Linked DNA regions of Hordeum vulgare: region 2 is linked to region 1. Evidence: chromatin contacts called from public Hi-C data. All regions are on one chromosome and are shown on one strand. Each heading gives the region's core, a stretch centred on a gene start, on an enhancer-like site or on the middle of the called end of the contact. The rest is flanking DNA. Distances are from core to core; before and after follow the strand shown.

Region 1 (3,748 bases), core at 579-3,078:
CATGTTGTTGACATTAAACCCGCAATACATATCAAATGTTTTTAAAAACACTCATATCTTCTAAATTGTAACTTTAAATTTAACATTTTATATATGAAATTTAATTAGAAAACTATGTAGAATATGAATATGATGTTATTTTACCCGTTAACCATTAAAAAAAGTACTATCTTGGATGCAATCCTAATCAATAATGCATTATCTCTCTTTCTTTCATACCGGTATTGATCCGGATTGTGGATGAACATCTCAGCAAAATTAGGATTGAAGATAAAAATTGAGGATCACTTACCCGTTTCTTTGTACGTATTAAATCAACATGCAAGCCGTGTTTAAAAAATCCATGGATCTTGAACTGCATTTTTATAGTATAAGATGATCTTTGTTAGAGACGTAGCTACAAATAGTCAGATTATAAACCTTTTTCTTTTAAAAAATTAAGAACGTGTGTTATTATTTTCTTCTGTTGCAACGCACGGGCCCTTTTCCTAGTAGTTAAATATATATTATATGCTATACAAATTACATATTTAGAAACTACATTCTCGCATGAATCTAATGATATATTATTTATTATATATACTGCATATTTAAGTAGTTAAATTAACGATCTAGAACTATGCGCATGCTCTATACATCTGGACGGAGGGAGTAGCATCCATTACTCGAATTGTTGGAATGTTTCCTGGTTGAAACTTTGAAATTCCGGCGTGGAATCGCCTGGCGCGTCGGCAGAGCCCTTACCCGGTGGTTAGGTAATTGATATATGAATTCCAAGCAGCCGAGATAATGGAATTCAGGAAGATCCCTGGTTGAAACTTTGAAATTCCGCCGTTATCACACATTCACACTCCGAAAACGTCACAATATCATCGTGTAATGTAACTCCTAAGTCCTGACCTATCCTAAATCCTAATCTCGATCAGTAGAGCAATTCACTGCATCCACCCAATGGCTTGTACGTACTATCCTGCATGTATTGGCCAGTAGCACACTTCACAATGCCGCCACCAGCGACGCGGCGCACAGAGCCATGGCGGCCACGTAGCTGTCGAGCCGACCCGCTGCTCTGCACGCAGACCTCTCCCCTTCCGCCTTATCACCAGGCGTCGTCGTCGCGTTGCCACCCTTGGCGCCGGGCGCGCTCGCCGCGGGCTCTGCGTCAGGGAGGGCCGCCTCGACGGGGGGCTGCACGCGGAAGATCGCCTCCGGGAGCAGCACCCTGTCGATCTCGTACACCGCCATGGGCGCGACCCCGTACACGGTGCCGAGGATCTTGGCGGCGGCCCACCTCGACTGCACTCGGATGGCCCCCGGGTCGCACGTCACGTTCACCGTGTACATCCCGCCGGCGAACGTCGTCACCTGGCTGACCCGGCTCAGGCCGTCGAACTCCTTGAGCGCGTAGTGCTTGGCCAGCGCGTGGTACATCATCAGGTTCTTGAGCTGGTGCTTCTTCAGACCCGACAGCACCTGCAACGGTTGTCAACATCCCATCCTATCAGATCGAGACGATGGTACGTATGATGGTTCTTGACTTGTTGTGTGATGAAAAATCAAGTTACCGACGGGTGGACGGCGGCGAAGGCCCTGTCGGCGGGGGCGAAGAGGGTGATGCCGTGGTGGGTCCGGTAGGCCTGCTTCTCGAACACCTCGACGAGGTTGGTCTGCTGTAGGTACCTCAAGAAGGTCTGGAAGGGCCGGTCTGGCGTTAGGATCTCGGTAAGGTGGGCGCGGGCGCCCACCTCATCGGCGAGCGGGCGGTGTGCGCCGGCGAGCGGGACGGTTAGGGACAGCGCGGCGGCGAGGAGCGCAACCGCCAACTCCATCGTTCAACTGCCGCAGTGAAGACGTGGCCTGAGCTGAACTGCCCGTAGAGGGACTGATGTCCGTATTTTGTGCAGAGCTGAGAACTCTGGCCAGCTTCCTAGTTTCGAGGCGGTTAAGAGGATCGATGAAGGACGGTGTCAAACGAGTGATGCAAGAGAGGTTCTTCAGAACGTACCCGAAAACGGAATGGCGTTCATTCACGTGCACAAATAAAGTTGGCTCTCAATCTCTCATGTTTACGATAAGTAATTCTACAATATACATACAAGCAGTGCATACATTACGATGTGCACCGTTTACATTATGTTGTACACCATTTCGGCGGAATAAACGAATTTGGTAACACTTTCCGGAAGGGAATAAAAAAAAAATCATGGTTCGTGCCAATGCATGTACAGAATTATCAGACTACACCATCAAAAACCCGGAGACCACCAGAACCACGTAGCCAAGCACAAGGCTCCCTGCGCCGACGACCCGGCACGACGAACTCTTGGCGCCCGCATTGTCACTGGCAGCACGCTCGCTGGCGCCCGGCGCGTCGGCCATCGCCTTGCCCCCACGTCCCGGCGCCGGCGCCGGCGCAGGCACGGGCGCCATCTCCGGAGCGGCCGGGAAGATCTCCTTGGGCAGCAGCACCCTGTTGAGCGCGTACACCGCGACGGGCGACGTCGAGTACACGCTGCTGGCGAGCTTGGCGGTGGCCCAGCCCGACACGACGCCGATCGTGCCGGCGGCGTAGGTGACGTTAACCTTGTACGCGAACATGGACACCGGGCTCGCCGCCGCCAGCGCGGAGAAGGCCGAGAGCTGGTAGTACCTGGGCATGGCGTGGTGCAGCATGAGCGACCGGAGCTGGTCGGCGGTGAGGTTGGACAGCACGGTCTCGTTGAGGGCGGCGAACGCCGAGTCTTGAGGCGCGAACACGGTGATGCCCTGCTTGGTGTCGTTGGCCTGGCTCTGAAACGTCTTGATCACGTCGGTCTTGGTGAGGTACTCCAGGAACTTTCCGTAAGGCCCGGCTAGGGAGAGCAGCTCGGCGAGCTCGACGTGGCGCGGGGCCGGCGCCGGCGCCGGGGTCTCGACGATCGGCGCCCGTGCCCTCTGGGACAGCGCGCCGCGGGAGAGCGCCAGGCAAAGCAATGCGCTGACGAGAGCAGCCGCCTTGAGCTCCATTTCTGCAAAACTGGAGGTCGTGTGTGTTGCAGGACTTGCTAAAGAATTGCACCTGATCGATCGAGGCTGTGGTGAATCTCCACGAAGGCGAGACGTATTTATAGCACATGGGACTTCGATGGATGGTGTAAAAATATAGTCTGGAAGTGCGGGCCGGGGTTGGCGCTCCGCTGGGTGTTAGCTATGCTGTCGATGTTGAGTGGTCAACTGAAGATCTGAACACGGTGATATGGTTCGGGAATGCTTTTGATCTTCTGATCTGCAGGAACTTAGCAGATACTGTACGTTGGAACAAACAGGATCGGCTTTGGCTTCAGGAAAGTTAGACCTTCAGGAATGTTTTATCGGGCTGTGATTTTACAGTGATGTCAAAACCTTCAGGCATAGTCGAGCACGTGTGTTTAGCGCTTCAGTTGCCGTGCGATTTACACGCCTGACGTTCCACGCCACCGCTGCTCTAATTTATTTTATTTATTTTGATTGATTGAAAGAGAGGACAGACGCTCTAATAGCAGACTGTTTCAATAGTGCGCTTTTCTGAAATAAATTAGTACAATTTGGATTATCTAGAGATAGATCAAGACCGAGGAGTAATAAAATGGGGGCACCGACGGGATGCGCATTAGAACCCTCTAAAATATTGCAGAATAGGCGTGGAAACTGTTTTCTAGAGGACATGCCAACTGATATTTATTCGCTAAACAAACTAGTGCTGTGTCGGCCAGCCCAAAACAGAGGTATC
Region 2 (3,658 bases), core at 442-2,941, 260 kb after region 1:
CGACGTCATGGTGGCCGTAGACGGCGGCCGGGCTTGCTTTCTTTGCATCTCCATGGACGGGCGGCCGCCGCTGCAGGACCACGACGTGACATTGAGGTCGATGACGGCGCGATCACGCTGACTTTCGACAACCCCGACACACGGGTCTAGGCTTGGCACCTTGGCGGAGGGAAACCGGGCGGCAATGGCGTGGTCGACGACGTCGGGCAGGGGCACTGCGGAGGCCAGACGACCGACGGGCCTGTGCTCGCTGGTCCGACGGGCGCAGCCGCGAAGCTCATCGGACGACACAACCCCATCACGAGGAGGGCGTGCACTTTGATGACGATGGCCTCCTTCTCTTGAGCATCAGCCTTCTGCCGCGCGGCCTCCAACGCGGCACGCTCGCTGGCGTACGCGGCCGCGGCGTCCTTCCTCTTTGCCTCTGCCCGCCGCCTCTTGGCCGATTCCGCGTCCAGCTTTGCGATCTCCTGCGACGTGAGTTTCGACCGCGGCTTTTTCGTACCCTTGGGCGCCTTCTTCTTCTTCGCCTTGGTGGCCGGGACGACGGCCGGGTCGCCGAAATTCGGCGGGGGATCGGTCATGGCGGGAGGGTAGCGGGCGGGGGGGGGGGGGGAGGATGGGGCGTGGGAGGGTTTTGGGAGAAAATGAAATGGAATGAGGCGTGGGGGCGCGAAGGTCGTGCTGCTTTGTGCCACCGGTGGACGGGTCTGGGGAGGACAAACGCGCGCGTCCCGCCCGCCCACGTGCCATCCATGCGTTGTCCATTTTATCTTAAAATCGAATCAAGTTTGGGTTGGAAATGGATTAAAAACGAACAGAAAACGGACGCCAAGGGACAGGTAAGGTGGCGCGCTGGAGTTGGGCTCACGAGAGAACAATTATTGATTGATTCGGCGCCTCTCGCACCTACGACGTGCCCGCGACCACCTGAAGGGCAAAACTACACACACGATTTTGCCTAAAAATCGTGGGCCACGACGTGGACGACACACGGCTCCCAGGTCCGAACCCGACCATGCCAAGCCAGGAGCGGCGGGACGGGTGGGTGTGGGATTTCCAGGTCCGGCTCGGCCGCTCGACAGCCGCACGCGGCGTCCGGAATCCGAGGACGTGCGTGCCAGTAAGCCAAACAACCGCGCGTCTGTCTCTCTCAGTGACGTGTGGGGGCGGCCGGATCGCGGGATCGACTCGTCGGCGTACAGCGTACAGCGTACTGGTACCACTAGCACGGATGACCGCTGTAATCACGCTGCAGATGCGCCATTATTCTGCGGGGACCAGGGTGTCAGTCAGGTCGAGGCGCCGGTGAGATGTGTCAGTGCTAGTACACACATCTCGGTGACCAAACTGCTACTGCCGCCGTCTCATCTCACGGTAAAAAATGTACTACTACTAACAGGCAAGTGGAAACAGTGTCATGTGCATGTTTTTACTAATGATGTGTACAGCAGTAGTACGTACTGTAGTTTTTGTAGATAAAAATGTGTGATCGTGGCGAAAAGGAGGGTGGTTGCACTAGCTCTCAATTCACCATGACAGTGCCAGTACAAAAACTATAATTACCCGACTAGTCCTGACTGGGATCGCAGCTGCTCCGATAATAAGTGACAAAGATAAATGGTAAAGAACAAGCACAGTCCTGAGGAGAGGCATCAATGGGGGCCGGGCCGTGCCGGAGAGGCAGGCAGCAGCAGCACTACTAGTCCTCATTATTTGACCACCACCACCACCTTCCCTTCGCTGCCACCTCCTGCCCTGCCTCTTCCCCTCTCCTCTCCTCTCATCTACCATTCCTCTCCCCTCCCCAGCATAAACACAGCTCAGCAGGCCCCATCTCCAATCTCCATTCCATTCTCTCTCTCTCCCTCCGGGCCGGGGCTTAAATCCAGCACGGCAATTGCCTCGCATTGTTCCCGAGGACTCCTTGGTTCTGGCTGCGTCGTACCAGGGACAGGGTAGCGGTGCCGTTCTTGGAGCGCTGTTCCCGGGCAGCTGCTTGAGGCCAGCCGTCCCGTCAGGGTGCTGTTCGCCGGCGGCGAGGCAATGGGGAGCGGCCGCGTCTGCTACGTTGTCGCGTCCGTCGTGTTGCTCTGGCTGGGCGTGGCCACTGCGCAGGGTGACTCTCCTTGGAAGACGCTCAGCGGTATAACATTCTCCGGCCACCCTCTCTTTGATCCGTGTCCATTGTTTACACAGGAGAGTTTAGCCTGAAATTTTAGAATTTTTCCACCATTTTGGGCTGGACATTTTACTCCTTTGCTGCATACTGTGGTTCCGCTCGGCTTTTGGATTGGAAGGTGGTGGCAGTAGCGTATTTGAGCATTTTGGGCTGGATCGGTTAGCTACTTCATCTTTCCACTCATTTTAGGCTTTTAGCAGTGCCTCAAGGGTGATGGATTGGAAGATGGGGACCGACCAAATTAGCCTTTTGGGGTAACGTACAGTTGCTGTTTTCAGCTAGCAGACATGTTTGTTACTAGCACATGCATGGCAGCAGCTTCTGGAGATCAAGCAGTACATTACTAATACTATATGTGCTTGAGCAGCTCCTCACATATCTCTGATGACAACTCTTATGGTTTATCATCTGGTCCTTCCAAGACTAAATAAACAGGCTTGATGTTTCAGGCAATGCTCCGGCGATCATAGCCAAGGGTGGATTTTCAGGCTTATTCCCCGACTCTAGCGAATTCGCTTACCAGTTCGCGATGATTGCGAGCTCGCCCGATACAGTCCTGTACTGTGATGTCCGGCTCACAAAGGATGGCCTTGGCGTCTGCCTACCAGACATTAAGATGGACAACTGCACCAACATTCCAGATTTCTATCCTAAGGGTAAGAAGAGCTACCTTGTCAATGGCGTATCGACAACGGGGTGGTTCTCCGTGGACTACAACGGCACCGAGCTATCGCAAGTGTCTTGTAAGTGCTACCATGCTGTCATAATGTTACTTAAGATTGGATCTTGTAGTGCTTGTTAGTGTGATGAGGAAGGGGACATGCCTCTCTTCTTGTTTGACCTCTCTATGATTAGAACTCACTGTGGTATATATGTTGAACAGTGAAGCAAGCAATCTTCTCTCGCACGCCTAGGTTTGATCCAAGCTTCTTTCCATTGCTCGCTGTCGAAGATGTGGCGTCCAAGTTTAAGCCTCCTGGAATGTGGCTCAATATCCAGGTACAGTTAACAGTGCCGTCTGCATGCAGTAGAATATGTTGCAGGACATTGTGCCGTTGCTGAAAATGAGCCATTTTGCAGCATGACGATTTCTACAGCCAGTTCAATATGAGCATGAGGAAATACATCCTTTCTGTGTCTAGACGTGTCATCGTTGACTACATCTCATCGCCTGAAGCAAGCTTCCTCACCAGCATTAGTGGAAGGATTAGCAACAACACAAAGCTCGTGTTCCGCTTTCTTGACGAGGCCACTCTTGAACCATCTACCAAAGACACATATGGTTCCATGTTGAAAAATCTTACATTTATCAAGACATTTGCATCTGGGATACTTGTCCCGAAGAAGTACGTCTGGCCTGTTTCACCAGATAATTATCTGCAAATGTACACTTCGATCGTCGATGATGCTCATAAAGTGGGGCTGGAAATTTATGCTGCTGATTTTGCCAACGACTTTGCGCTCAGTTACAACCAT

The links. A called contact is a pair of places that touch in the nucleus more often than the background predicts.
Region 2: a Hi-C map of seedling shows a contact between it and region 1, with 2.4 times the contacts expected there. The contact joins the promoter of LOC123426981 here to the promoter of LOC123428592 in region 1. A contact is called at or near these places in 3 of 6 Hi-C or Micro-C datasets (leaf and seedling).

The regions. Positions count from the first base shown.
Region 1 is chr2H:521,810,244-521,813,991 of MorexV3_pseudomolecules_assembly, forward strand. It overlaps LOC123428592 (fasciclin-like arabinogalactan protein 7), which reads right to left and starts at 1,829. Exons shown (of 2, transcript XM_045112815.1): 1 at 1,566-1,829; 2 at 997-1,473. The coding sequence starts at 1,829. The coding sequence ends at 997. It overlaps LOC123430410 (fasciclin-like arabinogalactan protein 7), which reads right to left and starts at 3,073. Exons shown (of 1, transcript XM_045114278.1): 1 at 2,090-3,073. The coding sequence starts at 3,006. The coding sequence ends at 2,239.
Region 2 is chr2H:522,070,256-522,073,913 of MorexV3_pseudomolecules_assembly, forward strand. It overlaps LOC123426981 (glycerophosphodiester phosphodiesterase GDPDL4-like), which reads left to right and starts at 1,692. Exons shown (of 9, transcript XM_045110904.1): 1 at 1,692-2,146; 2 at 2,632-2,925; 3 at 3,066-3,181; 4 at 3,263-3,658. The coding sequence starts at 2,047.